2 separate regions of the Sus scrofa genome follow, and region 2 is linked to region 1. The links are chromatin contacts, called in public HiChIP or PLAC-seq maps. All regions are on one chromosome and are shown on one strand. Each heading gives the region's core, a stretch centred on a gene start, on an enhancer-like site or on the middle of the called end of the contact. The rest is flanking DNA. Distances are from core to core; before and after follow the strand shown. Region 1 overlaps NEDD9 (enhancer of filamentation 1). Region 2 overlaps NEDD9 (enhancer of filamentation 1).

Region 1 (3,122 bases), core at 292-2,791:
CCCTAGAAAGGAAAAAAATGTTTCCGTTGTGGCTCAGTGGATTAAGGATCTGGTGTTGCCAGTGCCGTGGCTCTGGTTACCACTGTGATGTGGGTTCAGTCCCTGGCCTAGAACCTCCACGAGCCACCAGTGCAGCCAAAAAAAAAAAAAAAAAAAAAATGTCCAAATGTCCCATGGAGGGGAGTGTGCAAAATCACCCCCACTGATTTTCTGAGAACCAGTGGTCTTGGCCATTATCTAATAAACACATTTCTTCTTTACCAGTGACATTTCACCAACGCCTCACTCCCAAGCCCTGCAAAAGAGCTTCCTCTTATTCTATAAAAAAGATGACCAGCTTTAGTTTATACCACTTTCGCATCGAGATTACTGGTCATAAGGGCAATACATGAATTGAGTCAATTTCTATTCCAGGATAGAGTTCTTAGAGAGACGTGTTTCCATCCACACATCCTAGAAAACTAAAATCAGAAACATTAAGTGCAGAGTTGTTGAAAGGATGGGTTAACGCCCAATAAATACTCTTGAAAAATTCAAATGATAGAGAAACCTTTTTTAAATGACATGTAAAAATCACCTCAAATCTCACCATGCAGAAATCGCCGTGTCTGGTATTCGGCAAGCATTCTTGCAGGCACGCTCCATGAACACAGACGGGTATAAAGCCTGATTGTGTATAAAAGATACTCCGCAAAATAGCTCAGGGTTAATTATCCCACGATCTGACATTGAAATTTATGAAAATGACATTATGCCCATGCAGTTCTAAATGAAAAGAATTATATTTGATGTTCAGATGAGGAAGGAACTGAAAAACTGAAGAAACTGATGAATTTCAAATAAATCGCTCTTCGCCACTAGAGAGACTCATTCTTAAAATGCTCCCTAAATTAAGAAAATGTTTACGCAGGTTTTTAAGAGCTGAAGCTATTTTTAGACTGTCTCTTTCAGCATTAACTGGTATCTACTGACTGCCTAACTGGAAAAATGAGGAGTTAGCTTAAATTTTCTCCCACCCCGTTCCTCCCATTCCCACTTTGATTAGTAACGATATTTACATGTGACCATTGAGTTCTCCTCCTTCGCCGTACTTCCTGCAGTTGTTCGCTCTCACTTCCATTTTAAATAAATCCACAGCCTCTCTGTTCCTGAATTCTTTATTTTTGATGCTTTTTGTTTGTTTGTTTTCTTATTTGGATGCATTGGTTTTCAAGACAGTTTTATTTGCAAAAAGAATCCATTGAAGCTCTATTGATGGTGGCCGTCGGCTGCTTTCCTACCCCAAGGACAGCTTCGCAGGAGATGCAGTTCTTGAGTGAGTGACCGTTTCTTGCCCTCGAGCTTCATAGACGCCACTCCAGGATCATTGCTGGAGTTGATGGCCAGTTCCCAATAGCCACGACCTCTGAGCCTGCGGGATCCTGGGGGCTGCGTCTCCACAGGGCTCCCTGGTTCTCCTCCCAGAGGCATCCCTCAGCCTGCTCTAGTCACCTCTTGACCTTCGGAACGTGGAAGTGGTAGACTACTAGCTCGGGGCGAGTCTCCTCTGGCCTCTCTACCCTGTGCCAGACACAGACTCCCTCTTCCTCTCTCACAAGGACAGGAGCCAACCCTCCTTCCTCTCCCCCTGCCTGCCTTCCACATGCAGGGAACTCCCTTCTTCCCACTCTCTTCCCATTGGGTCTAGAACTCACGAAGCCACGGTTTCCTCCCCTTTCCCTGAATAAACCACCCTTTCTTTCTCCTCCCGTCTTCTTTCTGCTCAATCTTCCCCCTTAAGATCTGCAGTTGAACTCCACCCTGTGCACATCTAGTCATTACAGCTATGCTAGTGTTCTAGTGGGTACCAGAGAGGTCCCCTTACATCCTCTTCATGTCCCCACTCATTCCAAAAGTGTACTCATGAAATACCCAAGCATGAATTACTCCATGACTCCATGATGACATTCCGGTGTTAAGTACTCATCTATCCTTTGAGGCAGGTAAATCTCCAACTTCTTTAGGCATCACTCAATTTATTCTCACCTACTCTTTCCCCCTTGAATTTTGACTGCATTTTTAATCTTAGCACATGAAAAGTTCAGACTGTACGAATAGTTATCTTTTTAGATTGTACCAAAAGCATCTCAAAACAGAATACCCTTCCCACATAGGTATTCAGTAAATATTTTTTGATAAAAGGAATGCCTTGAGAATTCTATTAACATGCTCCAGGGCCCAGGGAAAAAAGAATGCAGAAGGAAATAGCAAGATACGTGAAACCTCAGGATACAAACTTTAATAATAATAATAATTGATGGAGTACTTCCCATGTACATGGCACCTGCTCTAAGTTGTTTACAGAAGTAGATCTTGTTCCATCTTTACAACGACCCTAGGAGAAAGGCGCTGTTAGCGACCTTGTTGTGAAAACCAGGAATTTGAGACACAGAGGAGTTAAGGCATTTGCCCACGACACACAGCTCGTAAGCAGGAAAGTCAGAACCTGAACCCAGGAAGACTAGGGATGCTCCACATGGATTGTTACACAGGAAACGGACTGTCCTCCTCTTGACTTAGGTTCGCGAAGATACAGGCGTCACGAGCTGTGAATTAAAACCTTGGTTAGGATGCACGAACTTCTTTGGGTGAAAGTGAGGGAGCTCCGTCCCCAAGGAGTTACAAGTGCCCTGTGTAAATGTCCCAGACAAAAATGACACCTACCCATGGGTGACCTTAACACACACTCTTCCATTCCAACCAAACAATGACCTCATGGTGGCGAAGGCCAGGAATGTGAGCCGAGGAGCAGAAAATAACAGCCTGCTTTCGCTTTCCAAGCACAGCACAGCCAGCCCGAGACGCCCCTCCTTGCCGTGCACTCTCCAGCTCAAGAGGGCCATCCATGTGCCAGACAGATTAAACACTGGGGGAATTTGATACGATCACTCCTGGGAGGGGTTTTTTTCCACTACTCTCTAATCCAATGAAGCCCGGGCTGGCAAAGGCAGTTGAACTGAGAGGCTGACTAAATATGCGACGTCTTTGGAGGTTAGAATACAGTCTGTCTACATGGGGAAGGCATTTTGCCTTCAGTCTGTCTGGATTTCTAATATCGACGGCAGACTATTAATTGTGCAGCC
Region 2 (3,122 bases), core at 338-2,837, 190 kb before region 1:
AATGTTGAATATTTATTGAATAAGTTTTGCTCAATTCATTTAATTTAATGAAGTTTCACAATAGTTTAAGAGTGCGAAGAAACCAAGTTTCTAAAACCTGATATGTTTTACAGACTGGTTTTCTAAGCTAAAAATATTTCACCCAAGATAGAGTCTGCAATATAAATTGTAAAGATAATTTTCTAAATTATGTGATGAAAAATTAATATTAGGATGTTTTAGGGTTATGTTAATTCTCTGCTATCTTCTGTGTTCTAGACATCCTTAGAACTATGCTAACCAATGCAGCTTATATTGGTAATACTGGAAATTGTTTATTTAGCAATGTGAATGAATTTTGCCTTAGTCACTAAAAACATGTCATGTAAATTTATGTTTCATCCAAGGCAAATTTATGAAAACAGAACTCATTGACATTCAGAAGCCAAAAATCCCCAAGTCACTTTATTCTCACAGTGTTAACATTATTGACTATCTTGAAAATAATAGTAAGACAAATAAAACTTGATTTCCTTTCTAAGAACAACACTAAGGGATTAGAATGAAAAACTCATCTGAAGGAGTCACTGAATATTAAATCCTATGCATTTTCTAGCAATGTACTCTCTCAAATCAGGGAAAATAGGCAGAGGGAGTGGGGTGGGTGGGGAGCTTGGGGTTAATAGATACAAACTATTGCCTTTGGAATGGATTAGCAGTGAGCTCCTGCTGTGTAGCACTGGGAACTATGTCTAGTCACTTATGATGGAGCATGATCATGTGTGAAAATAGAATGTGTGCATGTATGTGTAACTGGGTCACCATGCTGCACAGTAGGAAAAAAATTGTATTGGGAAAATAACTATTAGAAAAAATATTGGCAAAAAAATCCCCCCCCCCCAAAAAAGTTTGACACTGATGTTTTAAAAGATGATCTGGGTAACTCTGCAGTCACTCACCTTGGTGAGTGATCAGAAAACATTCTAAATTTACAGCTACATGGACCCTCAGATGGAGGCAACAGATCAGAGAAGGGCCTTCATCCATGGACAAAGCCAAAGGTTATACTGATTATGAATAGGGTTGGTTGTTTATGGAATGAAACCTCCCACAGTCCTTATTCATTTTTGTATTATTTGCATCTCCTTAACAAAAACCTGATTTGACAAAAAAAAAAAAACAAAAACACAAACAAACAAAAAAACCCAAGAAGTTACAAGTTGGGTATGACAGTGCTTGAGGGGTTTTACAGAACCCAAAGGCAGGAATGCTACTGGAGTTCTGGAAGGAAGTGAAACTGACAATAAACAGCTGGCAGAATCCAGGAAGTGCTCTTGGTTCATATCTGCTTCTTCTTTTTCCATTTCCTCCTCTCGTCTTTCTCTCCAAAGACTCTGTTTCTCTGGTCCTCGGTCCACAAAGTGGGCTATAATTGCAGGCAGACTTCCTTCCGGATGTGATTTTAAAATTCCCGGATAAGAGTGGAGTTGACCCATTTAGTTCAGGTTACCAGAACTTTAACAATCGATTGTGGCCTTGGAACAGATTATCTGCTGTAAATGTGGCTGCCTAGAGATTGCTTCTGTGGTCTTTCTTGTAGCAGGATACTGAAATATAATTTTGAAATGCTCGGTTTTGTGACCTGCCCTAAATTTCATCAGGGGCAAGAGAAGAACTAAACATACAAAATAAATTTAAAGTAACAGTTTAAAATAAAATTTGTTCCATGATTGCTTCTCTGAGTCATGCTTGTTCAGTAGTACAATTACATTTTGGATAGGGAATTCTGAAACGGGCAATTTCCATGGAAGTATTGTCATTATGATTTTGGCAGATACTCCAAAAATAGATGTCTATTGGAAGTGCAGTTTGGATGTAGTGTGTGATTAAAATATATGTCTTCAGGAAATGCAATTACAAGTGTCATAAAAATAAGTTGAAATGAAAGCTAATATTGTCATATTACATGCAAACAAAATAAGAAAATCTCAGTCTTGAAAAAATAAAACTACATGCAAAATAACATTAGGTGAAAATGCATTATACAATTTTTATGACACCATATGCAAAAATTAGAAAGACCAACCCAAAAGGTCGTTTTGGGTGATCTCTGGATTTTGAGACCATGGGTAATTTTCATTTACTTTATACTTTAACAGTGGAATTGTCATTAATAAAAATATTGCTTTAATAACTTAAAAGGTTATTTTTATAAAAGCATTCCTACAGTAAGAATATTATTATAATAGGAGTTCCCGACGTGGCGCAGTGGTTAACGAATCCGACTAAGGACTAAGAACCGTGAGGTTGCGGGTTCGATCCCTGGCTTTGCTCAGTGGGCTAACGATCCGGCGTTGCCGTGAGCTGTGGTGTAGGTTGCAGACACGGCTCAGATCCCGCGTTGCTGTGGCTGTGGCGTAGGCTGGTGGCTACAGCTCTGATTCAACCCCTAGCCTGGGAACCTCCATATGCTGAGGGAGCAGCCCAAGAAATGGCAAAAAGACCAAAAAAAAAAAAAAAAAAAAAAAGAATATTATTATAATAGTGGAAACAGTGCTTTGGTGAGCCGTACCACATTACTCATGCATAAGTAGAAGAGGATAACAAATCAGATTAGTGTATTAAACAAGAGCAATGCTGAAGAATATCCAGATTCCTTTTGGATAAACATTTTCTAATTGAATATCCAGTTATTCCAGTACCTTTCATTGAAAATGTTTTCCTTGATCTCGATGTATCGCTTTGGTTCCTTTGTTGAAAATTAATTGATTGAGCATGGGTCTATTTCTGGGCTCCCAATCCTGTTATATTGATATTTCTCAGTCCTTATGCCAGTATCACACTGTCCTGATTAATGTACCCTTAGTAAATTTTGAATTCAGAGAGTGTAAATCCTCCAACTTGGTTCTTTTTTTTTCAGTTTACTCGAGGCTTCTAATTCATGAACATGGTATATATGTCCATTTATTTGGGTTTTCCGGAATTTCTCTCAGCAGTGTTTTGCAGTTTTTATTGGAGAGGTCTTACCTGTTTGTGTTTAAATTATTTATAAGTTATGTTTCTAAATTATTTGGTTTTCATAGCTATTGTTAGTGAAAATTTTTAATTTTATTACCATCAAACCAGTAAAATATAAAAGGACA

What was found. HiChIP or PLAC-seq counts read pairs in DNA pulled down with a chosen protein or histone mark.
Region 2: a contact with region 1 is called in an H3K27ac HiChIP or PLAC-seq map of alveolar macrophages. The contact joins two enhancer-like sites. A contact is called at or near these places in 1 of 47 Hi-C or Micro-C datasets (embryonic fibroblasts) and 1 of 2 datasets of contacts at active chromatin or transcription factors (alveolar macrophages).

Annotation. Positions count from the first base shown.
Region 1 is chr7:7,883,565-7,886,686 of Sscrofa11.1, reverse strand. All of the region lies in intron 3 of NEDD9 (enhancer of filamentation 1), which reads left to right. LOC110261775 (a long non-coding RNA gene) reads right to left here. Exons shown (of 2, transcript XR_002346301.1): 2 at 2,255-3,122. Among named protein-coding and RNA genes, the nearest start is that of SMIM13, 110 kb to the right of the region's middle. Within about 2 kb of position 1,541, at least 4 of the 83 cell types and tissues checked have an H3K27ac peak or open chromatin away from gene starts, as enhancers often do. A contact at or near this core is called in alveolar macrophages, where this site is marked.
Region 2 is chr7:8,073,501-8,076,622 of Sscrofa11.1, reverse strand. The region is part of intron 1 of NEDD9 (enhancer of filamentation 1); the gene reads left to right. Among named protein-coding and RNA genes, the nearest start is that of NEDD9, 18 kb to the left of the region's middle. Within about 2 kb of position 1,587, at least 3 of the 83 cell types and tissues checked have an H3K27ac peak or open chromatin away from gene starts, as enhancers often do. A contact at or near this core is called in alveolar macrophages, where this site is marked.